Linked DNA regions of Rattus norvegicus: region 1 is linked to region 2. The links are chromatin contacts, called in public Hi-C maps. All regions are on one chromosome and are shown on one strand. The core of a region is the stretch at or near the end of the contact, and the rest is flanking DNA. Distances in the headings are between cores, read along the strand shown. Region 1 has its middle 1.2 Mb from the start of Celf2. Region 2 has its middle 1.3 Mb from the start of Celf2.

The links. A called contact is a pair of places that touch in the nucleus more often than the background predicts.
Region 1: a contact with region 2 is called in a Hi-C map of frontal cortex, with 2.6 times the contacts expected there. The contact joins two enhancer-like sites.

Annotation. Positions count from the first base shown.
Region 1 is chr17:75,106,182-75,109,314 of GRCr8, reverse strand. No RefSeq gene overlaps it. Among named protein-coding and RNA genes, the nearest start is that of Celf2, 1.2 Mb to the left of the region's middle. Within about 2 kb of position 1,389, at least 5 of the 93 cell types and tissues checked have an H3K27ac peak or open chromatin away from gene starts, as enhancers often do.
Region 2 is chr17:75,024,969-75,028,231 of GRCr8, reverse strand. No RefSeq gene overlaps it. Among named protein-coding and RNA genes, the nearest start is that of Celf2, 1.3 Mb to the left of the region's middle. Within about 2 kb of position 1,686, at least 16 of the 93 cell types and tissues checked have an H3K27ac peak or open chromatin away from gene starts, as enhancers often do.

The DNA of each region.
Region 1 (3,133 bases), core at 140-2,639, 81 kb before region 2:
GTTCTAAGTCAGTCATGACAAAAGCGCGCAGGCCTTATGTAAAAAGAACTAGATTGTTGGGGGGAGGGCGACAAGGGGGGGAGGGAGGGGAGGGGAACACCCATAAAGAAGGGGAGGGGGTAGGGGGATGTTTGCCCGGAAACCGGGAAAGGGAATAACACTTGAAATGTATATAAGAAATACTCAAGTTAATAAAATAAATAAATAAATAAACATGAAAGAAAGAAAGAGAGAAAGAAAGAAAGAAAAGCAGACAGACAGACAGACAGAAAAAGAAAGAAACAAAGAAAATATTCCTAAGCAGAAATGAATGATTTGGGAATGAATTAACATTAATCATTGTGTATCAGATAATCTTCATGTGTCAGGACACTTACTAAGTCTGACCTTACTAAGACTTTTGGGTTGATCAGAGTATTAGATATGTATTCCCATGCTCAGAAGAGTGAGAATGTAAGAAAATCACTTCCCAGTCCTTGTTATATTTCTAAAGGGAAAACAAAATGAAAAACAGCAACAAAAAATAACGCAAAGATCAACATGGTTTTTTATTTTGTACATTGTTCTGCATTGTGATTCATCTTTTGGGCAATTAGCACTACCAAGAGCTTAGAGCCTTTATTGTGCCAGTCTCTGTGGTGGTCTTGCTCTATCATAGTTGAAACACTTACATTCAGAACAAGAAAAACAAGATCAAGACAGAAATATAAACAAAATGCCATGCTTTACAATAACCTCACTGTGCTGAAGATTAAGTAGCAGTGCAGGTGTTGAGCCCACCAAGCATGTCTAGGACTCTTCATCAGTTGTTACCTTGCAAAGGAACAATTAGAATTTCTACTGAGAATGCACAGAAGAAAACCCTCCTATAAAATATTCTAGATCTTTCTCTAAAGCAGTGCAGCTAGAAATACTAGTAGTAGTCAAGACAGGGATAAAGGCACAGGATGAAAAGACTACCTAAAAACGTGTTAGCACTCCTGTTTTCATGGAGTTCAGTAAGCAAAACACATTCAAATGTCTCATGTCTTCCCAGGAAGGCCATTATGTGGATCTTTTAAGAAAGGGATTATGTACTCTCTCATCCTTCATTGAATATAACGTGGTTAGCTTAATAACAATGAACAATTTACTGGCAGGACAGAAAGTCATGGACTGTCTACTAGATTATTACTAGCACTCTAGTGCACTTTACCCCTCAGCAGTGAGAGGACATTTTAGCAGAATTACTTTGCTGATAGGAAAACCAAAGTTAGAATAGTTACATAACTTCCTAAGACCACATTGTACCTAGTTTTGTATCTGTAATTTGCAGCCACATCTAACTATATAATTTAAGTCTGCAAAAATGCACAGATGTCATGTGCATTCATGAACATTATAGAGATCTTTTTCTGTTTCTTGCTGGAGATCCAGCCATCCCACACTCTGATTATTATGATCTTAAGATGAGTGATTTAATTTTAAATAAACAGCTCCTTTTAGATTTAAGATGATTAGCATCAAAGAGGCAGATGGTTCTTCTGCCATTGGTGTCCATCTAAAGAGGAAAAAGGACATATCATACCTTGTATTAGCCACACCATGACTCACCATTTCAGCCATCCATTTGCAACTTTCTTCCTCCGCTCCACATATATTAATACATTCTGGTGCAGCATCAGTCATGAAGACAACATAATTTTAAAAGAGTTAAAAAATTAGGAAAAGATGCATCACCCCTTCATCTTGCCACTCCATATACAAAACTCAGTGACTTGCTTACAAGGACAGTAAGAAAGAGTTTCTTCCTCTTATACTCTTTCTTGTGTAAGTACCAGATCCACTTTCAGTTGGTAGAAGACAAAGAGAGGTATAAGAAGGCTTCAGATGGTCACATCAGTTGTGGCCCGGTTATTACAACCTCATGGTCATTTCTAAAGCCTGAAGATTTAGGCTCACAACAGAGACAACTTCTGTATCCTTTGTTTAGTAATGGAAGGTTGTCAGACAAGATACTTAGCACAGGCTCCTTCCTGGGCTGACATTACCCATCTTCTGAACACATCATATTCACCTAACATGTGACACCATAGGACTGATTACAATACGATGCTTTAGTGGTTGCGACTCAGATTTCTTTCCCCAGTTTAGTTGCTGTATACTAAAAGAAAAGTGCTTTTGATGTGAAACTGAAATCTCTAAAAGAAAAGGCAACTTACAGAGTCTAAGGAAGACAGAGCAGTAAAGTCGTTCATATTTTGTAAGTGTAAGGACCTGAGTTCAATCCCAAGGTCCACATAAAATTGGGCCATGGCAGTGAGACTCTACAAACCAAGTGCTAGGAGTCAGGTGCATCTTCAGTGCCCTTGATCCAGTCAGTCTAGACAAATTAGTAAGCATAAGATTCAGTGAGAGACCCTGTCTTAAAAGACAAGATGGAGTGCTATTGAGGAAGATATCCATTGTCAACCTCTTATGTCTACACGCACATAAATACATATACCCATACCATATTCACATACATGTGGCTACACATATGAACACTTATATACATCTCAAACACAACACACACACACACACACACACACACACACACACACACACACTCCAAGTGAGTGTGGATAGCAGGACCCTCCTGGTCTCCTCTTGTGAGTCTGAGAATCTCAGGATCTGGCTGTGAAGAAAGATGTCACAAGAAGAGACCTGCAGCATAGAAATGCTTATAGAATCTTATAATTCCCTGTGTGGAAGAAGCTTCCTTTTCTTTTCTTTCATTTTGGAAGGAGCTTCTCGTTTCATGTAAAGGATGAACTGGGTCTTAGGAGTCTTCTTAAAGCACTAATGCCTTTTCTCCATGTCTGTCTACTAACTTTTAAACCTGAAGTTTGGGTCACCGAGAGTGTGTTTCTAAAGGTCTCTTCTTTGTAGCGTTCACCTCTGTCCGTAAGTTGGATATATTTACTCTTGCATGTGCTTCTTGTCTTTGTCTTCTAGGACCCTCCCCAGAAGTCTAAAAGCAGTGGGGGCATCTTTGTCATTACTGTAATACAATGTGCCAGAACAAAACTTCTTTTTCTGCAAGAATATAAAGTGTTTTTCATAGTGACTGGAGCTAAGCAACACAGATACCTCTTAAAAGATACTCATAACA
Region 2 (3,263 bases), core at 437-2,936:
CATCATCTCTCTCAATACTACAACTGCTATAACTGATAGACAATACCTCATCACTCCACATATTGCACCTCAGATTTCATAAGAAGGAGAAGTTGAGCTGGGCACCAGTAGTCAATTTCTGTACCTCTTCCTCTTCACAGGGGCTGCAAGGTGATCAGCTCGCTCCATGACCTGCTTATGACATGCTTCACCTCAGATCAATGTTAAATTTTGTGTTAATCTATTCCCAACTCAGGTAGCCAATTATTTCAAATATCCTACCCCAAAAGGCCAAGTTTCTTTTGTTTAGTTCACTGATAATAACTCCTTTTTTTTAGTGGTCCTCCAACATAATCAAGAACAAGTACTCTAAACTCCATTGTTCTTTTGTGTGTCATATGAAGTGGATGATCATTTCTGCATCATTAAAACACACTTTAAATAATAGTTTACATATTTATATAGCATCCTTCTCAGTTCCTGACAAAACCCTCTTCCGTGTGAAAGCAAACTACTCATTTTTCTTTCCAGATGCATAAGAAAAAGTGTATTCAAGAAAAAACACACCATCATGAGTAGATTCTTTTCAGAATAGATAATTAAGTCAGACAAATGTTGAACACTGGCATCAGTTTGGACACTACACTGCGCAATACTGTTGGCTAGTAAGTTCCTTTATTGGCTCCAGCATGCCTCCTTCATACTTCTAGCACATTTGCCTTCATCCTCAGCTAATGACTTCCCGGCATACTTCTTCAAGCAAACAGAATGAGCAGATGAGAGCTGACATCTAAAAATACCCACAAGTACTGTAGCATAAGCACCACCTGCCCACACACTTGTTGTCCCTTCTGCTAGAGTGAGAGAACATTTCTGCTGGGATTGAAAGCTCTGCTCTCTACTTCTTACTTTAGATTCTTTTTATGTCACTTTCCCAGGGACTCTCTACAGTACCCTCTGTCTCATTTCATTCTCCTGTTTCCGCACCTTTCTCCACAGGAAATGCATCCAATGACTTCCCAGTGCCTTTGTCTCTGTTGTCTTCTCTTTCCTCTTTAGTTGACACTGAGAGTGCAGATTTCCATATGATATTGATTTCAATCCCATTAACTGAAACACACACAGACACACACAGACACACACACACACACACACACACACACACACACGAGAGAGAGAGAGAGAGAGAGAGAGAGTCACTTTCAGCAGCATTTAAACAAACTAAACCTTAAAGAGTTGATTATTCTCTTTTCTTGAGTTTACAATTCCATCAGTTTTATTTTTCCTTTTATTCCTCTGCAATCACTTTCCATAACTTAGATGTTGACTGCTCCATAGTGAAGATTTCTAAGCTAGCCATCTCCAAGATCTCTCTCTCTATCTCTCTCTCTCTTTATCTCTCTCTCTCTCTCTCTCTCTCTCTCTCTCTCTCTCCCTCTCTCTCTCCCTATCCTCTAATTTATTTCCTTAACTGAATTCATCTAGCACTCTGATGAAAAATAATTTCCATAAGCTGAATTCTGTCAACATGACAGAAGCAGTTTGACATTTAAATGTGAGATGCTTCATGGCGATTTCTTGATTCAAGTCTTTTGAATGACCTCTGTGTCATTCAGATGAAAAGTGATGTCAGACCACTAACCTGAGGTCTGGCTTTCATTGCCTTCTTTTCGTCCACTATCCTTCCTGCTCTCCTTCTATTGTGCTTACACAGAATTCTTGATATTTTTCAAGCCAGAGGCGGGCTCATGGACCATCCTCTGTAGGGACCACTGTTCCCACAAGTGTCCACATGGCTGACTGTAACTACCTTCAAATTCTGTTCAAATGTCACCTTGTTAAAACTACATCCCCTTTGGTATAGGAAATGTGCTATTAGAAACTTGAAGAAAGGTCATCCTTGTTATAAAATGGCAGGGAACGTGGCTGAATTGTGTTCATGTGCTACTTGTCCATGAAAGGAGGGGTTTAGAAAAAATGAGCTAGGAATCTCATACAGGACAGTCAGAATCAATTTGTAAACAAAATACAGAGGCCATGGCATGGTTTCGCTTGATTGCTTTATAGTAATTAATCAGATAGAAATAATATGAAGATTGGGTTTTTAATAAATGAGAAGCACAGCTTGAGGATTCAGAAATTTCCTTTCCTGAACATGTTGTTAAGAGGGAAAACACATACACAGCAAAGAACAAAGATACAGCTCACTTATCCTTTGATGTAGATGGGCAGAATTTTGATGATGTATTCACTTCAAATACAAGAGATCTGGTGACTAGCAGATAAGACCACCTCAAAAGAAGTGACTCAGATATTCATAGGACCGTAGTGCTTTCTGCCTGAAGCAGCCTCATGTCTATCTTTCTACATCATGATACACACTCCTTGATCATTACAATGGCTCAACTCAATTAGGTTCTGGTAGGTTTCAAGTAGTAGGCCATTGCAAATTCTCTGCAATCCTGTCTCCATGGGTATACAAAGTCCAGAACGTGCAGGAGTTTCTCTATATAGAGTACTAAAATGCTCTAGTGAGCTTCCTGTCTTCGACAGAAAGCTTTGATAAAGAAAATGATATGACAGAGAACCCATAAGAGAGCAAGGCCAAGGCTAATGAGACCACTGTCCAGATCCTTCACTATGGTGAGGTCCAGAGGACAAGAGAGACAACTGAAGAAATATCTAATTAGTGAGATGTGAGAGAGGACTGATTTCTATGATAGACAAGTGACAAAGTCACCTGGGATGCATGGATATCCCATCCCTGCCTTAGTCTATCTGGAAGGTAAGACAGGAAGACAAAAAGATCTTTTCCAAGTTCAAAGTACAATGTTTACCTTATGTTCTGGATGTGCTTAAGAATTGTCATCCTTTTCTTCTTTTCTCTGTCTTGTGTGGGGAAAAACGAATGAATATTCTGTGGCTACTCCATCTGTGCATTTTAGAAATACCTAACTTATTTGATTGCTTTTAATGTCCAGTGAAGCCTTCATAGCCACTGTGATATTGTAGGTTTGTTCATCTCGAGATGAAGGTAATTAAGTTCTATCTGAGTCTCTTGACTCGTAGGAAATATGAGACGAGTTCATGATTGCTTTTTTTTGGTGTTGCAAGGTTTATAAAATTATCAATGATCTTATTTTGTTCTGAACGTAGGAAACAGTGACCTTAAATACAGTGTAGCCATTTGTGGAAGTGTAGTGTCATGAGGGATCTTCTCTCACAGAAGGGTTAAGGACATCTTAACAATAGTTCTATTCTTAGCTTAGAGATGGTGGAACTGG